2 separate regions of the Xenopus tropicalis genome follow, and region 2 is linked to region 1. The links are chromatin contacts, called in public Hi-C maps. All regions are on one chromosome and are shown on one strand. The core of a region is the stretch at or near the end of the contact, and the rest is flanking DNA. Distances in the headings are between cores, read along the strand shown.

Region 1 (4,139 bases), core at 961-3,460:
GAGGAGCCCTACTAAGGCATGAGCTGACTTGTTAGCACTCATCTTGGTAAATCCAACAATGTCTGCAAAAAGAATGCTCACCTGTTCAATCCTCTGCATCTTGAAAGGTCTAAAGATTATTGGTGTTTTCTGAATAGAGGACTTCTTTTTGCGGCTTTTAGGGCTAGAGGCTGAGTGGCGCTTCACAGAGTTCTCACTTTCATCATCTCCCTGTTTCATCAAGTCATCTGCAATGATTCTCGGCATAACCGAATGAATCATTCTCTCTTTAAGTGCTTTCTCCACTTCCAAGTCCTTGCCATGCATAATGGACTGGCCGACTTTTAAAAAGGTGCTACGAGATCGGACCTCAGACATTATGAAAAGATGCACACCTATAGCATGAATGCAAATATGCAACAGTGCCTTGCTGAGAAGCTCCCAGTGGGCCATTCTGCCCACTAATGGGCCAAAACACCGTTCATCTCTAAAATGATATCCAAATGTTTCAAAGAGGATCGAGTAAGCAACGCCAAGGCAGGCACTGAGGTATAGAGGCAAGTGCATGACTGTGTAGAGGAGAAGCAGGACCTCCACACATATGGAGAAACTGCCCACCTGAGAGAGGCAAGAAGAGAAATCTGTTGCTGTAGAGGATGTTAGGTTTAAGAGACTGTCACTAACTAATCCAGGGCTTAGCACCTGGAACTGAGAAGCCAAAGTCAGTGCAAATACCAGCAGAGTAACAAGCAAGGAGATTGCTGTGCAATGGCGGGCATAGGACTTTGTAAAAGTGAAGGAAAAAAAGCCTAGGCACACTATAAGGAAGCACAGGGTAGGTGCCAAGTGACTAACAAGCTTGGACTTCATGTGGACACTAAAGTAGATGCTCCATAGCAGCCCAGCCACAGAGAGGTACATGAGAGCATAACGGAATCTGCGCTGGGTCTGAGGGAAGCACCTTTCCACACAGGCCTCCTCTAGATTATTGGAATCAAATTTAGGATTCCACCACCTCGATGTGGACCTCTCAAACAGCTGAGGAAGCTTTTTTTGCCTTCGGGCACCCCCAGAACCTCCGGCCTTTTTAACTCCAGACTCCCCTGAACTGCAGCTGGATGAAATACTGTATTTGCAACGCCTGGATGGCCCTTGGTGGTGCTGCCTATTAATTCTCACTGTCACGCTGCTGCAGTCCCCGCTCCCATCACACCTAACCTCAGTATGATGCAGCAGCTGCTGGTTCACAGGGGAAGCCATGTTGTTGATATAGAGTTGTCTGGGACTTTTCCCCCCTCTAACAACTCCACTCCACCACCTCTACCACCCCCTCCTGCTGTAACCTTCAACTGCAGACAAACGGAAGGGTTTTGACAGCTTCTAGCTTGCCCAAGGCTCCAGTCACTTGTATCTCCATGCAGAGTAGTCCGTGCATTCGCCGTGCCCTGGCAGCTTCATGCAGCAACACGGTACAATCTCCAATTCAGACTGAGGCAGACCTTCCCAGGATAAGGCAGCACAGCGCATACATCTCTGTGTATGTATGTATCTACGCTAAACAGATGAGAGGCATAAGGAGTGCTTGTTAAGCCCACCGGCGATCATTGCGCCCCCCCTCGCCCGTGTAAATATTTAGGATCTGCTCAGTCACCAATGCAAGCCATAAAGGAAACCCTGATACAGACATATATATGCCAGGGGGCTCCATCTGCCTTTGGGGAAAGCATCCAAAATCCACTCCAGAATCATTCAGTCAGGATCCATGGTGGCAGTCAGGATCCATGGTGGCAGTCAGCTTCTGGATTGTGTAGGTGGGGTTCTTTGAAATCCTTTAAAAGTATTGGCTTTTCCAGTAGGGTGGTCTTGTTGGTGTGCTGGGGGCTCTCAGTTGTTGGCTGTCCCTTCCTTGTCCCCCTTCTCGCTGCCTTTTCCTCATTGGGGTACAGGGGGAATGGTGAGGGGGGCACAGCGAAGAATGTGAGGCTCTGCCTCTCCAGCCATGAGGGGCCTCTGGGAAGCACACAGACAGGCCGCTCTCTCTCTCTCTCTGCCTTTCCTGACTGCTTTTCCTATGCCGAAAAGGGAGGGAGGAGTAGGAGGAGAGGAGACGGGAGGGGGCAGGCAGAGACAGAAGGGATGGGAGAAGGGGCTGCACAGCTAAATAGACCGTTACACTTACGTGATTCTAAGAAATAAAAGCAGAGGCAGCTATAAAGTAAAGCTCCCGGTACCCCCCCCCCCCCCCTTTATTTGCACTTGGTGCGCTCCGTGCGTATAAAAGGGTGAGCGGCGGCGGCGGCGCTTTCAATCTATTTTCCAAGTCGCCTGACGTTGTTGCTTTGAGCGGGGAGGGCATTTTCCGACACGCTTCTCTGCCATTTCTCTGACATGTTCGCAAACCCGCGGTGCCCATGGAACACAGTGCAGAGGGTGGGGGTTAACTCTTTGTCGACCAGAAAAAGAAGGGCGGGAGGGTTAGCTTTCTGTGTGAGGTGTAGTTGGGCTGGGGTTACTGGGCTAGCTGGGCTGGGGTTACTGGGCTAGCTGGGCTGGGGTTACTGGGCTAGCTGGGCTGGGGTTATTGGGCTAGCTGGGCTGGGGTTACTGGGCTAGCTGGGCTGGTGTTATTTGGCTAGCTGGGCTGGGGTTATTGGGCTAGCTGGGCTGGGGTTACTGGGCTAGCTGGGCTGGGGTTACTGGGCTAGCTGAGCTAGGGTTGCTGGGCTGGGGTTACTGGGCTAGCTGAGCTAGGGTTGCTGGGCTGGGGTTACTGGGCTAGCTTAGCTAGGGTTGCTGGGCTGGGGTTACTCGGCTAGCTGAGCTAGGGTTGCTGGGCTAGGCTAGGGTTACTGGGCTAGCTTAGCTAGGGTTGCTTGGCTAGCTTAGCTAGGGTTGCTGGGCTGGGGTTACTGGGCTAGCTGGGCTGGGGTTACTGGGCTAGCTGGGCTAGGGTTACTGGGCTAGCTGGGCTGGAGTTACTGGGCTAGCTTAGCTAGGGTTGCTTGGCTAGCTTAGCTAGGGTTGCTGGGCTGGGGTTACTGGGCTAGCTGGGCTGGGGTTACTGGGCTAGCTGGGCTGGAGTTACTGGGCTAGCTTAGCTAGGGTTGCTTGGCTAGCTTAGCTAGGGTTGCTGGGCTGGGGTTACTGGGCTAGCTTAGCTAGGGTTGCTGGGCTGGGGTTACTGGGCTAGCTGAGCTAGGGTTTCTGGGCTAGGCTAGGGTTACTGGGCTAGCTTAGCTAGGGTCGCTTGGCTAGCTTAGCTAGGGTTGCTGGGCTGGGGTTACTGGGCTAGCTGGGCTGGGGTTACTGGGCTAGCTGGGCCAGGGTTACTGGGCTAGCTGGGCTGGAGTTACTGGGCTAGCTTAGCTAGGGTTGCTTTGCTAGCTTAGCTAGGGTTGCTGGGCTGGGGTTACTGGGCTAGCTGGGCTGGGGTTACTGGGCTAGCTGGGCTAGGGTTACTGGGCTAGCTGGGCTGGAGTTACTGGGCTAGCTTAGCTAGGGTTGCTGGGCTGGGGTTACTGGGCTAGCTTAGCTAGGGTTGCTGGGCTAGCTTAGCTAGGGTTGCTGGGCTGGGGTTACTGGGCTAGCTGGGCTGGGGTTACTGGGCTAGCTGGGCTAGGGTTACTGGGCTAGCTGGGCTGGAGTTACTGGGCTAGCTTAGCTAGGGTTGCTTGGCTAGCTTAGCTAGGGTTGCTGGGCTGGGGTTACTGGGCTAGCTGGGCTGCGGTTACTGGGCTAGCTGGGCTGGGGTTACTGGGCTAGCTGGGCTAGGGTTACTGGGCTAGCTGGGCTGGAGTTACTGGGCTAGCTTAGCTAGGGTTGCTTGGCTAGCTTAGCTAGGGTTGCTGGGCTGGGGTTACTGGGCTAGCTGGGCTGGGGTTACTGGGCTAGCTGGGCTAGGGTTACTGGGCTAGCTGGGCTGGAGTTACTGGGCTAGCTTAGCTAGGGTTGCTGGGCTGGGGTTACTGGGCTAGCTTAGCTAGGCTTGCTGGGCTAGCTTAGCTAGGGTTGCTGGGCTGGGGTTACTGGGCTAGCTGAGCTAGGGTTGCTGGGCTAGGCTAGGGTTACTGGGCTAGCTTAGCTAGGGTTGCTTGGCTAGCTTAGCTAGGGTTGCTGGGCTGGGGTTGCTGGGCTAGGGTTACTGGGCTAGCTGGGCTGGG
Region 2 (4,139 bases), core at 572-3,071, 180 kb before region 1:
AGCAAATAGGTCAAAGATGGCACGCTTAGCAGCAGAGTGGTAGTGAGCGGCGGCCAAGAACTCCTGAAGTGACAGATGGGAGAAAGAAAATCCTGGGCATGTGAGGGAATGTTGGCATGGAAGCAGCCGGGCACAGAGACTGCCTGGGGGGAACGGGGTATCAATCCCACATGATTTCAGGTCCGACTCATAGAAAACTGACCTTTTCCGTAGTAGACCCTGAAAAGCCAACTTTCCCAAATTGGCAACTGTCCTTCTCACACTTCCAGTCTGCTCTGAAGCCTCCTTTTCACCCAGATAGGCTTTTAGAAACCATGAGAATATGGAAGTCAGTGTTCGTGGTAGAGTTGTGTGCGGGGGATCTTGACTGTGTAGCAGAAATCCTAAAGAGACCCCCATTATGTGACACAAAGTGGGCACTGAGCACAGTGCTATAAGGGTATGATGGGCCTGCAGGTGACTCCAAACCCGCTCAGCTATTCCTTTGGGTTCTGGTAGTAACTGTTTCAAAAACACTTTAATTTCACCTGCCCCCAGCCCTGGAATTTCAGTCATACGATCAATAAGACCCCCAGGGATCTTGGCAGCTGCACCGGGCCTTGAGGTCACCCACACCGAACAGTCTGCCAGCAGGTTTCCCCGAAGTATATTAGTGATCAGACATTCAGGTGTGAGCTCCTTCTGGGGGTCAGTGCAAGCCACAGAGTCCGAAAAGTCCAAAGGTGCCCGTAATTCATCCAGTCCATCCAAGATCAGAAGGGCCCCAGGAGGGGACACAAGGTAACGTGGACAGCATAGATGAACCAGTCGCTCTGCAGAAAGTCTGTCGTGGGCATTCAGCTCCCAGAGCCCTAGTGAAAGTACACATGAGATGTTGGAACACAACTCCTTCCGGGCCCACCTCTCAACAAAAAGTCTTACTAGGGTGCTTTTGCCAGCTCCTGCCACTCCCAGTGTCAGGGTGAGCCGAGGAGGCAGGCTGACCCGTGATAGGGGCATCAGTAGTTTCTCCAAAGATAGCTTTTTGAGAGTGCCCCTTCCTCCTTGCCCTAACTCCAGCTGCACAAAGTCATGTTCCTGAACCTGGGCGTCTGTGAGGCCCTCTATCAGCCACAAGTATTCCAGCTGTGTCAGCAATGGGGGCTGGTTTATGCTGCCAACGCTGTCCAAATGCTTCAGAACCAATGGATCTGTGGAAATCAGAAAAGAGGCACCATCAGCCACAGCAATGTAATTACAGTATTTCCAGTTACTACTAGGTTTATAGCTATAGTTCATCACAAATTAGGAGTCACTGCCTTCTTGTATTGCCCTTGGCCTCATACAGTCTAACTCCGGCCCAATGAATATAATGCTGAGGACATTTCCATACCATAGTGACGCATTCGCAGGTACAGGGAGGTGCAGCTGTTCTCTATACAGTTTTGAAGTGCCTGAACCCCACTCTTGCCTTTCCCTTCCAACGCCGCCAGTAGGGCTTCTGCTTGGCTGGGGAGATATGAAATGTCCTGCAGGCGCTGGATCTCCTCTTCATTCAGTACCTTGAGGTCCTTCAGTTCAACCAATATCCCCTGCAAGGAGTCCGGGCAGATACAGTGCACCAGCAGCCTCCTGTATCGGAAGACCCACAGGCCTGTGACAGTGAGGACAAGCAGTTACAATAAGGCAATAATAATGTCTGTTCTGCCAATAGGGCCACATTCCGAACCAACACTTACCTTCCATATCATTATATCACAATACCAATGAGCAGTCTCTGAGCCAGGCTGGGGTCTGTGACATGCCTATGTGGGCACTGGGCAAAAACATCATCTTCCTACCATCACCTACAAGGCAGGACAAGAAGTCACATTTTCGACAGTTGCTTTATCAGTCTCTCCTACTGGCTTAGTGGCCAGTGTGGCCATACATGGGGCACAACATTGGTACAAGCAGATAAAGGCATACAGAGGCAGTTCAGCATTAATATAAAACCAGATCAACCAATTAGCCGCTGTATGATGTCCCATCCAGATTTATTGCACAACTTATTGCATTTCATGCACCAAGGGTATATGACCCCTTTAATATATACCTACATTTATACCTGTAGACAAAATGCAAGATGCCTCTGGTCTTTGACTTTCCCATGTGTCTGCATTAAAGGGTAAGTCTGCTCACCTTACCTGGGGGGGGATAAATGTTGAGTTTTTGCTTCCCTGTAGACAGGGTTGGTTTTAGGAAAGGCCTCAGTAAACCTTTGCCCCGGGTATTGACATGGAAGGGGCCATTACAGCCCGGACGGATAGCCCAGCACCAATGATATCCTATAACACACACCCCATTCTGAATTCTCATTATGGGATTATACAGTATTGGAAGGGCTAGGGGCGGGAGGTTGATAATGAGTTTATATGAAACTATAAAGGTATAGTGGCCCTTTAACAGCAAATTGCACATAGGGAAACCCTCATTGCACCGGATGCAAGCCACTACCCTGCCAGTATGGTGATCTAAATATCAGAAATTCCCTTATCCAGAAAACTCCAGGGCCCAAGTATTCCAGACAATACCCAATACCTGTGTAGGAAAGAAACAGGGGGCAATTATACGAGACAAGGAGGACTGGGGATATAGGGAAGAGGAGAGAGAGGTTCGGGGGCAACTGAACAAGATATAACATTGGGCAGGGCAGTTTTACTAAATGGGCAAAAGGTCCTTTTACCCACTCCCAGGGCTGTTAGTTCAGGGAGCTGCAGGTGGGCCCCAATTGTGCTTGCTAGTACAAACAGGCCATCACTTTATTGCCCTCTAGCTCTCCTGCTTGAGAGTAACACTATTACAAATCGGGAAGGCTCTAGGGGGCCCACCAATGAGATCTTTCCCTGGGCCCACTGGCACTTTACATTGGCCCTAAACATGGGAATGGGGCTGTATGGGAGAGGAGGGAGACAGGGCGGCTATACTGGGCATACACACATGGAGAGCAGATCTAAATAAAAGAAGAAGGTATTTGGCACAGTAAGAACAGATGTGGCTTGAATAGGAACACAAGCAATGGGAAGCTACAGGGAGAAGCGACAGGGAGAAGCGACAGGGAGAAGCTAAAGGGAGAAGCTACAGGAGAAGCTACAGGGAGAAGCTAAAGGGAGAAGCGACAGGGAGAAGCTAAAGGGAGAAGCTACAGGAGAAGCGACAGGGAGAAGCTAAAGGGAGAAGCGACAGGGAGAAGCATAGAGAAGGGAAGGGTGAGTGACAGGGGGAGAGTGCAGGAAGGAATTAGAAGGATATAAATATACGACAATGAGAAACTCACAACAAAATTAAGTTAAAATGAAAACCCACCAGTTTGGTCCAATCTTCTCCCTTTGTGGGTTCCCATGTGATGCCTCTACCACATTCTCTCTCTCTTACTCCATCTCCCCTACTAATCGCTGTACCTCAGCCCCTTGTTCTTCTCTGCTGATCAACAGGGTGCTCCCTTCTACTCCCACAGCACCACGGTGTCTGGGCCCCACCACCCACCACCTCCCCTTTGGTCCAGTGCTCTGAGCATCTCACCTCTTCCTGCTGAGCGCGTCGCCCTGTGTAACTTCCTGCCTCTCTGCGCTCTGTCTGTCTGTGCACTGAGACATGTGGGCTGGGGGGCGGGGGTGACAGACTCTGCTCAACTCTTTCTAGATATAAACCCTTAGATATAGTGCTGGGGACACATCAACTTTTCCCTACACCTGAGATTTGGCATAACCTATATATGACTCTCCATCTTCTTCTTTTTCATGTCCCATCTTGTTTCTTCTAAGCAATCTGCTAGAGATTAAATATTTTCTTTACCTTCCATCCCACAGTCCCTTCCCAGAGGCTATTATCCCCCCACTGCGGCTATATGCACCATCTCTCCCTACTATACCTGCTATCCCACAGCCCCAGTCCCTTCCCAGAGGCTATTATCCCCCCACTGCTACCATAGGCACCATCTCCCCCTACTATACCTGCTATCCCACAGCCACAGTCCCTTCCCAGAGGCTATTATCCCCCCACTGCTACTATAGGCACCATCTCTCCCTACTATACCTGCTATCCCACAGTCACAGTCCCTTCCCAGAGGCTATTATCCCCCCATTGATATTATAGGCACCATCTCTCCCTACTATACCTGC

Evidence for each region. Hi-C and Micro-C count contacts between places; a contact is called where the count stands out from the background.
Region 2: a Hi-C map of liver shows a contact between it and region 1, with 4 times the contacts expected there. The contact joins the promoter of nlrc3 here to the promoter of adcy9 in region 1. A contact is called at or near these places in 2 of 5 Hi-C or Micro-C datasets (liver and neurula embryo).

Annotation. Positions count from the first base shown.
Region 1 is chr9:20,512,175-20,516,313 of UCB_Xtro_10.0, reverse strand. It overlaps adcy9 (adenylate cyclase type 9), which reads right to left and starts at 2,210. Exons shown (of 14, transcript XM_031892851.1): 1 at 1,375-2,210; 2 at 1,259-1,372; 3 at 1-1,256. The coding sequence starts at 1,414.
Region 2 is chr9:20,694,097-20,698,235 of UCB_Xtro_10.0, reverse strand. nlrc3 (NLR family CARD domain-containing protein 3) reads right to left here and starts at 1,821. Exons shown (of 18, transcript XM_018097257.2): 1 at 1,719-1,821; 2 at 1,373-1,633; 3 at 1-1,190. The coding sequence starts at 1,725.